4 separate regions of the Mus musculus genome follow, and all the other regions are linked to region 4. Evidence: chromatin contacts called from public HiChIP or PLAC-seq data. All regions are on one chromosome and are shown on one strand. Each heading gives the region's core, a stretch centred on a gene start, on an enhancer-like site or on the middle of the called end of the contact. The rest is flanking DNA. Distances are from core to core; before and after follow the strand shown.

Region 1 (3,167 bases), core at 375-2,874, 390 kb after region 4:
AGGGGTGGCCTCCTGCCAGCACAGAGGCAGGCAGGCACTGTCTGCTGGGGATGCACCCAGCCATGGCCCTCATCAAGGCAGAGAATCAGAAGCGACTCTGGGTGCAAATGAGTAACAGCGGGAGCCAGATGAAGGAGCGAAGAGGATGGGGGAGCCCTGCTTCCCTGGAAACGGGAAGAAAGGGAATTATCGAAACTCAAAAGACATTTGACTACCAAAAGATCTTTAATAATCTGGAGTCACTGGAGAGTTAGAAATGAGGTGACTGCCACAAAGCCCAAGTCACTGAACTTGTAATGGGAAGGTTCAGAGTCTCCCAATGCAGACACCGCGCTCTCCTTCCATCTCAAGTGCTGAACTGGCCTGTTGGCCAGCACGCTCTGCTCACTTGCCCAGTGACCCCTTCACGGGGGGATCTTCTAAATGTAATCAAGTCCCACTGAAATCGATGCGGTTTTGCTTGCCCAGTGGAATCACTGTGTTAGAGGCCTGTCTGGCAGTTTTTCCACACCCAGCATCACCCTCGGGGTGCCTGTTGGCCACAGTTGGCGACACCACTCTAGTGTTGTTCAGCAAAGCTGAGTGGTTTTTCAGACCAGATTTTTAACTGGCTGGCTGGTTGTATTCACACATCTCTTTTTGTAATAATATGCAGATCCACTTGGCTCCCAGGCGATTCCCAAAAGTGTGGAAGGATTAAAGACATTTTAAGGGGTTGGGGTGGGCGGGGAGGCTCTGCTAACTGGGTCCCATTTTTCTTTGAGATCTAATTTATGTGCCGGTATTATTTCAGCATTTGCCACAGAATCTAGAGTCCTCCAGGAGATCAGAATCCAGCTCACAGCCTCAGCTTTGATTCTGTAGAGCATGCTAATTTATGGACAGTCCTCTCTAAATTGAGGAAGGGGAATTTTCTTTCTCTCCCGATACTGAGATGCTGTAAATATTTTAATTTATCTCTACCCCCGCCTTTTTAAAAATTTCATAAAGAAAGCATCCCTCCTCTCTCTTCTTATGGCTCTCCAAATAAGGTTTTTCCCAGCACCCACCTCTCATCTCTCTGGGTGGGAACATGGAGACGAGCCTGCCTAAAGTTCTGAATCAAGTCACTGCCACGAGGACCCTGTCCATAGAGCTTTAGAGAGGTGCTGGGGGCTTGGTGTCTGGCTGGGACTGTATGTTCCTAACTGCAGAGCTTCGTTGAGATGCAAATAACCTCCCCTACCCCACCCCTCCCAAGGAATAGCGATTTTATATTTGATTTCCTTTTTTTGTTTTTGTTTTTGTTTTTTTTTGTTTTCTTTTTTTCTCGTTTTGTTTCCCCCGCATAAACCCGAAAAATGTAGGTGTCTAGTCATATACAGGTCTTAGCAAGAAAGAAAGTTCGAGAAATTCAAGCCGCCATTAAGGTACGTCTGGCTTGCCCAGTTGTAGGGGGCTTTTCATCTCCATGGTTACAGGCTTTTCCTTTGTTTTCCTCCCTTCCCCTACCCTGCAGGTGTCTAGTCACATTCAGGTTCTTGCCAGAAGGAAATCTCGTGATTTTCATTCCAAGCTGAAGGTATGCGCTTTTCTGCTTTTTGGCTCGTGGTTGCTATGCACCTCACTTCCTGTTTTCCATGGTGACTGGTGAATGCCTGGCGCTGGGATTCTTGTAACCTAGCTTCCTAGCATGTGAGGGCTGTTTACATTTCTTTGTGTCTAATCTCTCTGTTTTTGTACGGGCCTCACGTTAAACTCTGTGTGTGCGCGAGTGTGTGCAAGTTTCCCAGTAACAACGCAATCGCAGTCGCAGCAGAGAGCTGATCTCAATAACTTCAGCACAGAAATGCAATTAAAAGAAGAAAAGAAAAAGAAAAAGAAAAAAAAAATCTTCTAATAACTGTCCTGTAGCAATTTGAGAATCAGCTAATGGATAGTCTAGTATAACCTTAAAAATAAAATAAAATAAAAATAACTGAAAAGGATGAAATTGTCTCCAGTTGTTGTGAAATGACTTTTATAATACATTTAGCACTGATTCTAATTTATGGTTTTGGATTTTTAAAAAAAAAAATTAATGTATCTTTTTTTTTTTTAAAAAGGGCTGGAGAGATGGCCCAGAGAACCCTGGTTTAATTCTCAGAATCCTTATAGCACCTCACAATTGTCTATAACTTGAGTTCCAGGGGATCCAATGCCATTTTCTGGCCTCTGCCAGCAAAACACACATATACATAAGATAAATAATAGTAATTTGAGAAAATACATTTTTATATGTATCTCCTTCAACACAAATTGTCTTCCACATTGTCTGATATGCTGTTTTTTTAGTGGGTCTCCTTAGTAGAGAAAGCTAAACCAGACACTGTGGCTTATACCTGTGATCCCCGTAGAAAAGAGGCAGGGAGGGGCTGGTGAGATGGCTCAGTGGGTAAGGGCACCCGACTGCTCTTCCGAAGGTCTGAAGTTCAAATCCCAGCAACCACATGGTGGCTCACAACCACCCGTAATGAGATCTGGTGCCCTCTTCTGGTGTATCTGAAGACAACTACAGTGTACTTACATATAATAAATAAATAAATCTTAAAAAAAAAAAAAAAAAAAAAAAAAAAAGAAAAGAGGCAGGGAGCATGGCTACAAATTTATAATGAGATACCATCTCAAAAATACAGAAGAGAGCGCTGGCATGGTGGTGCATGCCTTTAATCCCAGCACTCAAGAGGCAGAGGCAGGTGGATATCTATGAGTTCCAGGCCAGCTTGGTTCACAGAGCCAGTCTAGGACAGCCAGGGCTCTGTTACACAGAGAAACCTTATCTCAAAAAACAAAATAAACACAGAAAAGAGAGAAATAAAGAAATCTGCAGATATGGCCACAGGCAAAAACAAAACAATAAGACAAAACCTAACGATGGTCTTGAAGATAAGATAATCAAGCCTGCTTCATGTTGAGCTTTTTTTTTTTTTTAAATATGGGGCACCATTTATAACCAAGAACCATCCACAGTAAGAAATAACTAAATACAAATTTAAAAATTAAGGCACTGATCATTTTAAATTCCGAGTTGCTTTTCCTGCTCCAGTTTAGTGTGCCTGGCATTTACTTCTCTGAAATGGGGTAATTCAGAGCCCCTTGGGAAGGTCTTTATTTACTATTTATTCATAGTAAAACTTAGTTTATGATCC
Region 2 (2,773 bases), core at 171-2,670, 370 kb after region 4:
ATGCTGGTGAAGCAGAGGCAGGGGGATTCTTGGAGCTGAATATGTGTGCCCCAGGCTCAGTGAGACTATATATATATTTAAAAAAACAAGGTTGAAGAAGACACCCAATGCCAACACATATACACACGGGAGGGAGGGAGGGCAAAAGCATACAGTGTATTCAGATGTCTTTTTTGTCTTTGAGTTCTGGTAAATCAGGCTGTTGCCACCCCTCAAACCATCAACTCAACTATAACACACAGAAAGAAAAACCAGACTAGTGTTAATCACAAGAGCCTATTATGCTCATATATAGCTTGTCATAACACATTATAATATTACAGCAAATACATTTAACTCATTGAAAGTCCTCAGGAGGCTCCTAACTCCTTTCAGATTGTTCTCTGAGCCTCTCCTGAGAGGTCTAGTTGCAAAGCCTTGTGAACCTGCCAGGCCACTTTTGCCAAAACCCAAGATTTAGAATCCCCCTTTAGGGGGGAAAATCACTGCACTGTTTGCTAGTACTTAAAAGTCTGTCTGGTTTTGTTAGCACCTGCAAACAGGAAGTTGAGATTTGAGGAGAAACTTTTGGCAGTATACAACAAGCTTGCTGGCAAGCGAGAGTCTCTGTTACCATGGAAACTACACTGCCACCTCCTGCTTTAATGGAGAATTGGTGGACTTCCGGAGGCACTCTTGTTCAGGCCTGTAAATCTTTCCGGAGAAATTAAGGTTGACTTTTAAGACATTTCTCCGTTCTCTACCAGGCATCTCTTACCCTCACCCAAGCTCTTCATGAACCCAAGAAACTGTGCGCTGCTTCAGTGCCTGGCAAAAGTGTCTATAGTCTGTTTCCTTTCCCTCATGTTTAAATCACGTATATTCCCACCCGTCTTTATTCCGTAAAAAGTTACTGTGCTGCCTATTATAATTATGCGGATTGAAAGATAAAGGAAGAAGGTCTGGGGCATCATGCACACTATGGTTGGAACACCTGATGCTAGAGGGTTGTTCGACCTGTAAACCTTCCCTGACTTGAACTGCTCTAAACTTTCTCTAACCCTCGGTTTCTTCTCATTCCAATGAGACACCTTAAGATAATGCCTTAGCTGTTTTTAAAGTAAACCAACCTGATTTCACTAAGCAAGTCTTTTTTTTCATCCAGGCAGATGAGAGATACTTGCAGGTTGCTTTCAGCTCCCTGGACGCCCCTCCCCCACAGCCCCACTCCTCTCCCCCCCCACCCCCCCAGCTAATTGTTTATCTGGGAGAATGCAAATGGTGGTTTTAAGTCTTCTAAGTCATCCATCATGCCTGGCAGCCTCCATTGTCTCAGTTTTGGGTTTGAGCCAAGTCAGACTCTTTCTGTTGGTAGAGGGGGTGGGGTGTGGGATTCGCTCACCAGGCTCTGCCAGATCTGTTCCTGTGGAGCTGAGCCCTGGTGTGAGTCAGGGCCCTGCAGGCATGTCCATCCTGCCTGTGCATTGGGAAAAGGAACTCAGGGCTCCTCGTTTTCTTAGGTCACATTAATAGGAAGTAGCTCCTCATTTCAAGTGGAAGAGGCGGGGCTTGCTCTCGGTGTCATAGTTCCTGTTAGCTTTTTCATTCATTTTGTGGATGTAATAAAATTCTGTTTATAGTCAGCTACAAAGTGAGTAATTGCCGTGCAGCCAATGAAATTCAATATAGGTTTGTCGCGGTTTTTTGAATTTTAATTAAACCAGTCTTCAAGTAAATGAGAAATGCTGCCGCTTTTGTTGTGACAAGTGGCATTGACAAAATATTAATCTAATGGTTTATTTGTCAGCAGCCTCCAGGGGTGTGTTTTTTTTTTTTTTTTTTTTTTTTTTTTTTTTTTTTTTTTTTAAAGATTTATTTATTTATTATATGTAAGTACACTGTAGCTGTCTTCAGACACTCCAGAAGAGGGCGTCAGATCTTGTTACAGATGGTTATGAGCCACCATGTGGTTGCTGGGATTCGAACTCCTGACCTTCGGGAGAGCAGTCGGGTGCTCTTACCCACTGAGCCATCTCACCAGCCCCTCCAGGGGTGTGTTTTGTTTGTTGTTTCAGTTTGTTCTTTCTAAAGCGCACAGGGAAGAATAAGCTCTTTAAAACTCCATGAAATGAAAACTCCATGTATGGAATATTCCATCACTGATAACTCGCCAGCCACAATTGCATGTGTCTCTTTTATGGCACGGAAAAAATTTTATGTTTTTAAACCAGATGTCCCTGTGGCTCACTTTTTTTTTTTTTTTTAAATGTCATTAGAACTGTAGCTGGGATAAATAACCAACTATTGCCTACAAAGCCTAATATTAAGGACTAACCAGCCCCAGTTCCTGTTACATCACTTCCTTTTTATCTTTATAAATTACCTTGTGGCTTAAAAATGACATCTTGGTGGTGGATGGGGGTTCTTTTTATGACTGAATTATTTAAGTTATTTTCTCTGGAGACTCTTGAACTTTAGTAAGCTAGAAAGAACGTAAACGTTTAAAAATGAATATTCTTTCTGTCAATCTCTTGCTCTCCCTCATGGGGCACGATTTGATGTTTGAAAGAGCAGTTTAATTTCAGATTCGGTTAGTTCTGAGTCCTTATTACAAAGCAGATTTTATTCAAATGGTAAAAAATCTTAACATTTTCTCATCTTTAGAGCTGGCCTAAAACACAAAGATTTAAGAGCAATCTCCTTTTGCCCAGTATTAGGAATCTGTGACAAGTAGAGTGACTACTACTTTCCCTTGTCAGTGAGTCCATCCATAAAGCCCACTAGTCACTTTGCA
Region 3 (3,000 bases), core at 225-2,724, 290 kb after region 4:
AAAGAAAAGAAAAAAGCCAAAACCAGAAATCCCATCATTTCTGCCTGTCTGCATGTCTACTGCTGTTGTGGCTTGCTTGTACTAAAATATTCTTTATAAAAAATAATCTTTCTTATTTTGAGCATTTCCAGTAGTTCCTTATTTAGAATATTGCTGTGTTGTAGAATACTCGTTATCCCTTTGTTTTAACATAAAACATAAACCAGCTACAAAGCCATGTGACTTTTGGGGGTCCTTCCCCCCATCAAAAGTTAAAAGGAAATCTTGGAGCCAGGCAGTACATGCTCATGATCCCAGTACTCAGAAGGTAGAGACTTAGTAACCAGGAGTTCAAGGCCAGTCTTGACTACATAATATGTACAACCAAAGGCTCTCCTAAGCTGCATGAGGACCCCAAGAATATGAAGAAAGCTAAACCCAAAAACGAAATCCAAAACTTAGGGTTCCTTTTTTTAAAATCTTAGACACTGAGAGTGTGATCTGTTCACGCCCCCATTTTGGGAGTCTCCCATGCTTATTGGAGTTAGCTCAGCCTTCCTGGTATTCCCAGTTTCTTTCCCACTTGTGGGGTTTCAGTGGTAGACTTAATCTGCCCAATGGATGGCCTGGTCTTGAGGGTTACCTGCCTGGTCCAAAGGAGAGACTTGGTGCTGGGTCCACACCCACCCACTTATAAAACAGTTTCCAGGAGCCAATTAAAGAGGCCGTGTGGGGAGCAAACTGAGATGAAAGAGTGATGGATGGAGAATCAATAATGTGCGAACTCTGAGGAGTGATTGAAGTTCACTTTATTTGAAATGGCCAGGCTGGGCCAGACCACATCAAGCTGGCTGTGCACCTGTGCGCACGAGGGCAGCGGCACGGGAGTGAACTTTGAATTCATTTTAGAAAGGAACAGAACAGCGAATAAATGCCTTTTTACTAGCATTTTCTTTCTTGAAGGCCTGCCTCTCCTCCTGCAGACCTAATTAGCTTTGTGGTGCTGGAATTTGGTTTTGAGAACATTACATTAAAGCTGAGCAGCATCAGGGATTTGTAGAGTTGGCAATCCTTGTACAAACCTTTGACTCAAATCTGACTTTCATGTATGCTGTTGAAAGAAAACCGTCTCTCCAGCTTGCCCCTGAAACAGTTTTCAAAAGCACCTTCCAAATGGTCAAGTATCACAGAGATGGAGTTCCTCTGGCTTCTGAGGGAGGGAGTTAGAGATTGTGAGGTCCACAGTGGAGATGTGGAGAAGGCAGGTAGGAATTCTGCAGTCTCTCTCTCACCGTGGGGATTCTTTCCTACACTCACTCTAACGCCTGCCTCCTTTCCTCCCCGGCTCCTTTCTCACCTCCTGAACACTTCCCTCCCGCACTTGGCAGGGGTGTCGACTGGCCTGCTGTTATTTTTGTAGTAACCTGATACTTAGAGCAGCCCCCTGGCCTCGGGACTCAGACTGAGTTGAAAATGGTGCTTGGGTCCGTGCTGTTGCAGTCACCCAGGCAGAGCAGCTGCCTTGGGGGAGGGGCCGGGTCACTAGCGAGGACTTCAGATCACTGCTTAGCGGGGCCCTACTGGGATAGGAGGTGGGGGCTCAGCCTTGAAGCCAAGACTGGAAGGATTAGTTATTGAATACAGTTGGGGTTTGGGGAAATGAGGAATATTTTTAAGTCAGCAAGTTACTGCTTTTGTTCTGTGGGTCTAGTCTAGGTAGGGTATGCCTGAATCAATCCTTGAAATTTGTTTGGTGAGGAGAGATTTTGTGTGCACCACATACTCCCCTGCCCCTCCCACCTCACCCCCACCCTCTACCCCCTACCCCCTACTCCTTGTCTCAGTGTTCAGCCCAAGCAGGCCGGGAAGTGCAGTCCAGCCTCTTCCTCTTGAGTTCTAGGATTACAAGCTAGTACCACCAAGCCTGGCTTGGTTTCTTAAAAGTCATAAAAAAGAATTAATGCCTGATGTTTAAATAAATTGGATGGTTATTTACTGAATTGTGTTAGGTGCTAGGAGGGGTGCAAAACTGAATGGAAAATAGTTCCTGCCTCTGAAAATTGGTTATACAGAGGTGACACATATTTAAGCTGTAATTATCAAATATTGTTATATGCGTTTATTCAGTAGTTGCTTGAGAATCCTGCAGCAAAGTCAAGATGCATGAACACTCAGGTGGGTGGCTCACACCTGTAATCCCAGCACTGAGGGGGCAGAGGCAGGCAGATCTCTGAGTTTGAAGCCAGGATGGTCAGCATAGCCCACTCCAGGTCCTGCAGTGCTATAAACTGAGTCTCTAAAAAGAAAAAAGTGTGTTCACACTAGTCTGTATGCATCAAGCTAAAGCAGTGCACAGCTGCCTGTTGATGGCAGAGACGTACAATTTATTAAGGATTTATAATAATCCTTATGATAGGATTGTTTATTTATGCCATCTCACTTATTCTTTACCATGGTGATAATATTTTAACTTTGAAGAAAAAGCTAGAGGACAGTTAGTTGTTAAGTGCAGAATTAAAAGTTCACATAGACTATGTGTTCACTGAGTAATTCATTGTCACAGAGAGAGACAATAGTCACTCTCTGCTGTGTTTTTGGTTAGCTCATGCTTTAGTTGCCTTTGCTGGCCTTCTAGCATAGCACCCTAGAGAGGTGAGGCTTGAGTCACCACACTGTCACTCTCAAACTCTCTTTAGGGACCAGGGGAATATGCTGGAACAATGAAGACAAAGTTGGGTGAGCAGTTATTGGAGCTGAGTAACTGCCCCTTCCCCCAGCAAAATTAGTTCACACCTTTGGCTGTTCAAACAAGCCACCTGTGTAAACTGTCTCCCCAAGTTGTCTCTCTCATGCATTTGTAAATTTGGAATGCTTAAGAAATACACCCCATTGTTATTCCTGAGACAATGTAGGAGTTTTCCTGGTCTCAGACCACACTGAAAATGCTTTTGATTTAAAAACTGGCTTCACATTGATAAAATAATCTTATCCTTTTCCCCTCTAAACAGATACACATTTGTG
Region 4 (2,762 bases), core at 259-2,758:
AGCGTTTAGATGGCTGGCTACTCTTTTCTGGTTGTTACTGGTCTTGGTGCCTTTCAGGTGTGGTCTCATTTTTCAGCAGCTTGGTGTACTGTATGACAGAGTCACACCCTGCTAGAAGGTATTCAAACCGTTTCCTATTGCCAGGCACTTAAGCTTTTTGTAACGATTTACTGCTCCAAACAATGGTGCATTAAGCCTGCTTGCAAACAAATAAAAGTATCCTATTTCAGTTTACCAGCCCCATGAATTCCTTCTTTATTATTTTTTTAGGTAGAATATAAAATAATGTATTTCATCATAGTGTATGTGTATATATATACATGTATATGTGTTATAAGACTAAACTTTGTTCATATTCCCTGTGGCTGTCTTCATCTGCCCACCTTCCTTCTGCTGGTCTCCGTTACCAACCATAAATTCTTAGAAGTAGAATTGCTGTCTCAAGTTTTTTGAGTTTGAATTTAGCTATATATGTCCAGCTTGGTATTCAGGAAGGAGATGCAGGTAGTGGGGTGGCTATAAGCAAATATCCCTATACTTTATATTTCAGGGCTAAAAACAATTGTTTTTTTTTCTTCCTATGAATTCAGTCCTGCCTTCTGCATTCAGAAGGCAAGGCAGAAAGCCTGGCATTTGCCGAAGACTCTGTATAGCAAGATTTTGTTGTTGGTTTGGAGAGAGAGAGAGAGAGAGAGAGAGAGAGAGAGAGAGAGAGAGAGAGAGAGAGAGAACGAGAATGAATCAGTATACAGTCCAGGCTAGTCATGAACTTGTCACCCTCCTGCCTCAGCCTCTGAAATTCTGTGATTATAAGCATGTGGCATCCATACCTGGTTTGATGCAGCGAAGTCTGAGGCTAGCCTAGACTACATAGTGAGATTCTGACTCAAAAAAATTAAAACTTAATACAGAATTATAACTTTTCTTGTGAAGAAGACCTGTCATTTGAGTCCCCCTGAGCTCTGGTTTTGTTGGGGATGTGCCCATACATTTCTAAGTGATGAATTCCTAAGATCCTGTCTCCAGCATTTAGTGTTCACAGACATTTCTGGAGTTCAAGGCAAAAGGCCTTTGTGTTTCTAGCATTCCCTCTTCTCCCAGGCCGACTGCCTCTGGTTTCCCAGCCTTTGCCGACTGGGCTCTCTCTTGACTTTTGGGATAAATATTTAGAGATTGTGTGTTCTTGTGGCATGCTTGCCTTTGATGCAGAGGGTCCAGGGTTCTGATTGGAGGAAGCCTCTAGCCCTATGGAGATCCAAAGCTGCCAGCCAGTCGGAGCCCCTCTGCCTCTCCAGTTCTTGCAGGCAGGCGCCCTGGAAGGTTTGCAGGGCTCTCCTGCCCTCCTGCAGTGCACTTGGCTAGAGATGAGACTTAAGACTGATTTCCTTTTAGGGATAATTGTGCAGCCAACCAGCAGCAGAAAACCCAGTGACAGGGATAATGACATCCAGGGCCTTGAGAAGGAGCAGAGAGAAGGGCAGAGTGACTCATGAGCCCCTGCATCCTCCCAGAACATTCCAAGAACTGCCTGCCTGCTGAGTTCACACCCGGAGACTATTATCCTACCAGGGGCAGCAAGGCCAACTGCTGAGTGTTAGCCCCAGGGAGGGGATTGCAGATGCCCTGGAAGGAACAGCCCTGGAGTTGAATTTCCATCTTGGGAAGGAGACACACCACACTTTCCTCTTCAGCCTAGCTTCTAGGGACTGGTCCTCTGGAGGGACACAGACCTCAGAGCTGCTTGGGCCTGGCCATATCATTTGTTTCTTTGAATGTCAGTTTTCCATCTTCTAAACAGGGATCAAAAGGCCTTGAAGCAATGTTGGGGAGCGACTGAAGAAGGGTATTGTTTGACATGAGCACAGCCTTGTCAAGAACCCCAGTGTCTCAGACCCATGGAAGTGGCAAAGCGTTCCCTGGGTGAGGCTCAGAGGATGGTAGAACCTTCCTCTTGTCCATGTGTGGATACTCACAGTCGCTCCAGAAAATGCCCACTGTAACTTTCTCCCTGCTCCGCGTGCTGATGTCCTGAAGACTGCTCCCCTACACAGGCTGCTTGTGTGGAGACTAGCTAAGCCTGCCTCCTTGTTTGCCTGTGTATAATAAACATGCTGATCGTCTCTGTCAGGCCTAATCCCAGCTTTTCTCTGTATGTGTGTATTATTTCTATACAAGGATGCAACAGAGCGGTCTCTAACACAGCTAGTAATGAGTTCATGTTGGGGTCTTGGCATGCCACACAAAAATGTGTGCTGTTACTGTGCTGGTGTTTCAACCTTCCCTTTGGCCTCACCCTCCCCTAAAGCTTGGAATATACTGTAAAGAGCTTGCAGAGGTCACAGTTATATGAAATGTATATTACACAGAAAGATAGATTCATTGGATCCCATTAAATGACTAGCTGTGAGGTAGGATTTTGCTATTTTAATTACACTTATTTACTGTATGCTGTACATGCATGAGGGGTCAGAGGACAGCTTACAGGAGTCAATTCTCTCCTTCTGCTAAGTAGATCCAGGGGACCAAACTCAGGTCATCAGCCTTGGTGGCAAGCTCCTTTACCAGCTGTGCCTCTTGGTGGCCTCAGGCTTTGCTTTTATCTCCTTCTGTGTACTGAGTTACAGAGCTGGAGTAATCAGCTCACTGTAAGTGGTGGGGCCAGCATAGCATTCAAAGCAAGGCTGTCAACTCTAGGACCTAATGTCCCCTAACCATTAGGTTATCCTGCCTCTCAGCGTATCTACGTTTCCATAGGAGAGTTT

What was found. HiChIP or PLAC-seq counts read pairs in DNA pulled down with a chosen protein or histone mark.
Region 1: a contact with region 4 is called in an H3K27ac HiChIP or PLAC-seq map of epiblast stem cells. The contact joins two enhancer-like sites. A contact is called at or near these places in 2 of 15 datasets of contacts at CTCF or cohesin (the NIH/3T3 cell line and large pre-B cells), 3 of 484 Hi-C or Micro-C datasets (cardiomyocytes, cerebellum and cerebral cortex), 13 of 115 datasets of contacts at active chromatin or transcription factors (embryonic basal ganglia, embryonic forebrain, embryonic hindbrain and 4 more) and 1 of 9 other capture datasets (adipose tissue).
Region 2: a contact with region 4 is called in a FOXA1 HiChIP or PLAC-seq map of pancreatic cancer cells. The contact joins two enhancer-like sites. A contact is called at or near these places in 2 of 15 datasets of contacts at CTCF or cohesin (the NIH/3T3 cell line and large pre-B cells), 5 of 484 Hi-C or Micro-C datasets (muscle stem cells, myocytes, nephron progenitors and 1 more), 15 of 115 datasets of contacts at active chromatin or transcription factors (astrocytes, embryonic basal ganglia, embryonic forebrain and 10 more) and 2 of 9 other capture datasets (embryonic stem cells and embryonic tail).
Region 3: a contact with region 4 is called in an H3K27ac HiChIP or PLAC-seq map of epiblast stem cells, with 4 times the contacts expected there. The contact joins two enhancer-like sites. A contact is called at or near these places in 1 of 15 datasets of contacts at CTCF or cohesin (large pre-B cells), 5 of 115 datasets of contacts at active chromatin or transcription factors (cardiomyocytes, embryonic basal ganglia, epiblast stem cells and 2 more) and 2 of 9 other capture datasets (liver and pancreatic islet).

The regions. Positions count from the first base shown.
Region 1 is chr7:112,840,542-112,843,708 of GRCm38.p6, forward strand. It overlaps Tead1 (TEA domain family member 1), which reads left to right. Exons shown (of 13, transcript NM_009346.4): 4 at 1,499-1,561. Among named protein-coding and RNA genes, the nearest start is that of Rassf10, 110 kb to the right of the region's middle. Within about 2 kb of position 1,625, at least 98 of the 459 cell types and tissues checked have an H3K27ac peak or open chromatin away from gene starts, as enhancers often do. A contact at or near this core is called in adipose tissue, embryonic stem cells, epiblast stem cells and 1 more, where this site is marked.
Region 2 is chr7:112,822,446-112,825,218 of GRCm38.p6, forward strand. The region is part of intron 2 of Tead1 (TEA domain family member 1); the gene reads left to right. Among named protein-coding and RNA genes, the nearest start is that of Rassf10, 130 kb to the right of the region's middle. Within about 2 kb of position 1,421, at least 137 of the 459 cell types and tissues checked have an H3K27ac peak or open chromatin away from gene starts, as enhancers often do. A contact at or near this core is called in the NIH/3T3 cell line, embryonic stem cells, epiblast stem cells and 3 more, where this site is marked.
Region 3 is chr7:112,742,412-112,745,411 of GRCm38.p6, forward strand. All of the region lies in intron 1 of Tead1 (TEA domain family member 1), which reads left to right. Among named protein-coding and RNA genes, the nearest start is that of Tead1, 65 kb to the left of the region's middle. Within about 2 kb of position 1,475, at least 114 of the 459 cell types and tissues checked have an H3K27ac peak or open chromatin away from gene starts, as enhancers often do. A contact at or near this core is called in epiblast stem cells, pancreatic islet and stem cell-derived neural progenitor cells, where this site is marked.
Region 4 is chr7:112,452,598-112,455,359 of GRCm38.p6, forward strand. All of the region lies in intron 1 of Parva (parvin, alpha), which reads left to right. It overlaps Gm45998 (a long non-coding RNA gene), which reads left to right. Exons shown (of 2, transcript XR_001778261.2): 1 at 1-2,762. Among named protein-coding and RNA genes, the nearest start is that of Gm45998, 2.6 kb to the left of the region's middle. Within about 2 kb of position 1,509, at least 116 of the 459 cell types and tissues checked have an H3K27ac peak or open chromatin away from gene starts, as enhancers often do. A contact at or near this core is called in the NIH/3T3 cell line, adipose tissue, embryonic stem cells and 5 more, where this site is marked.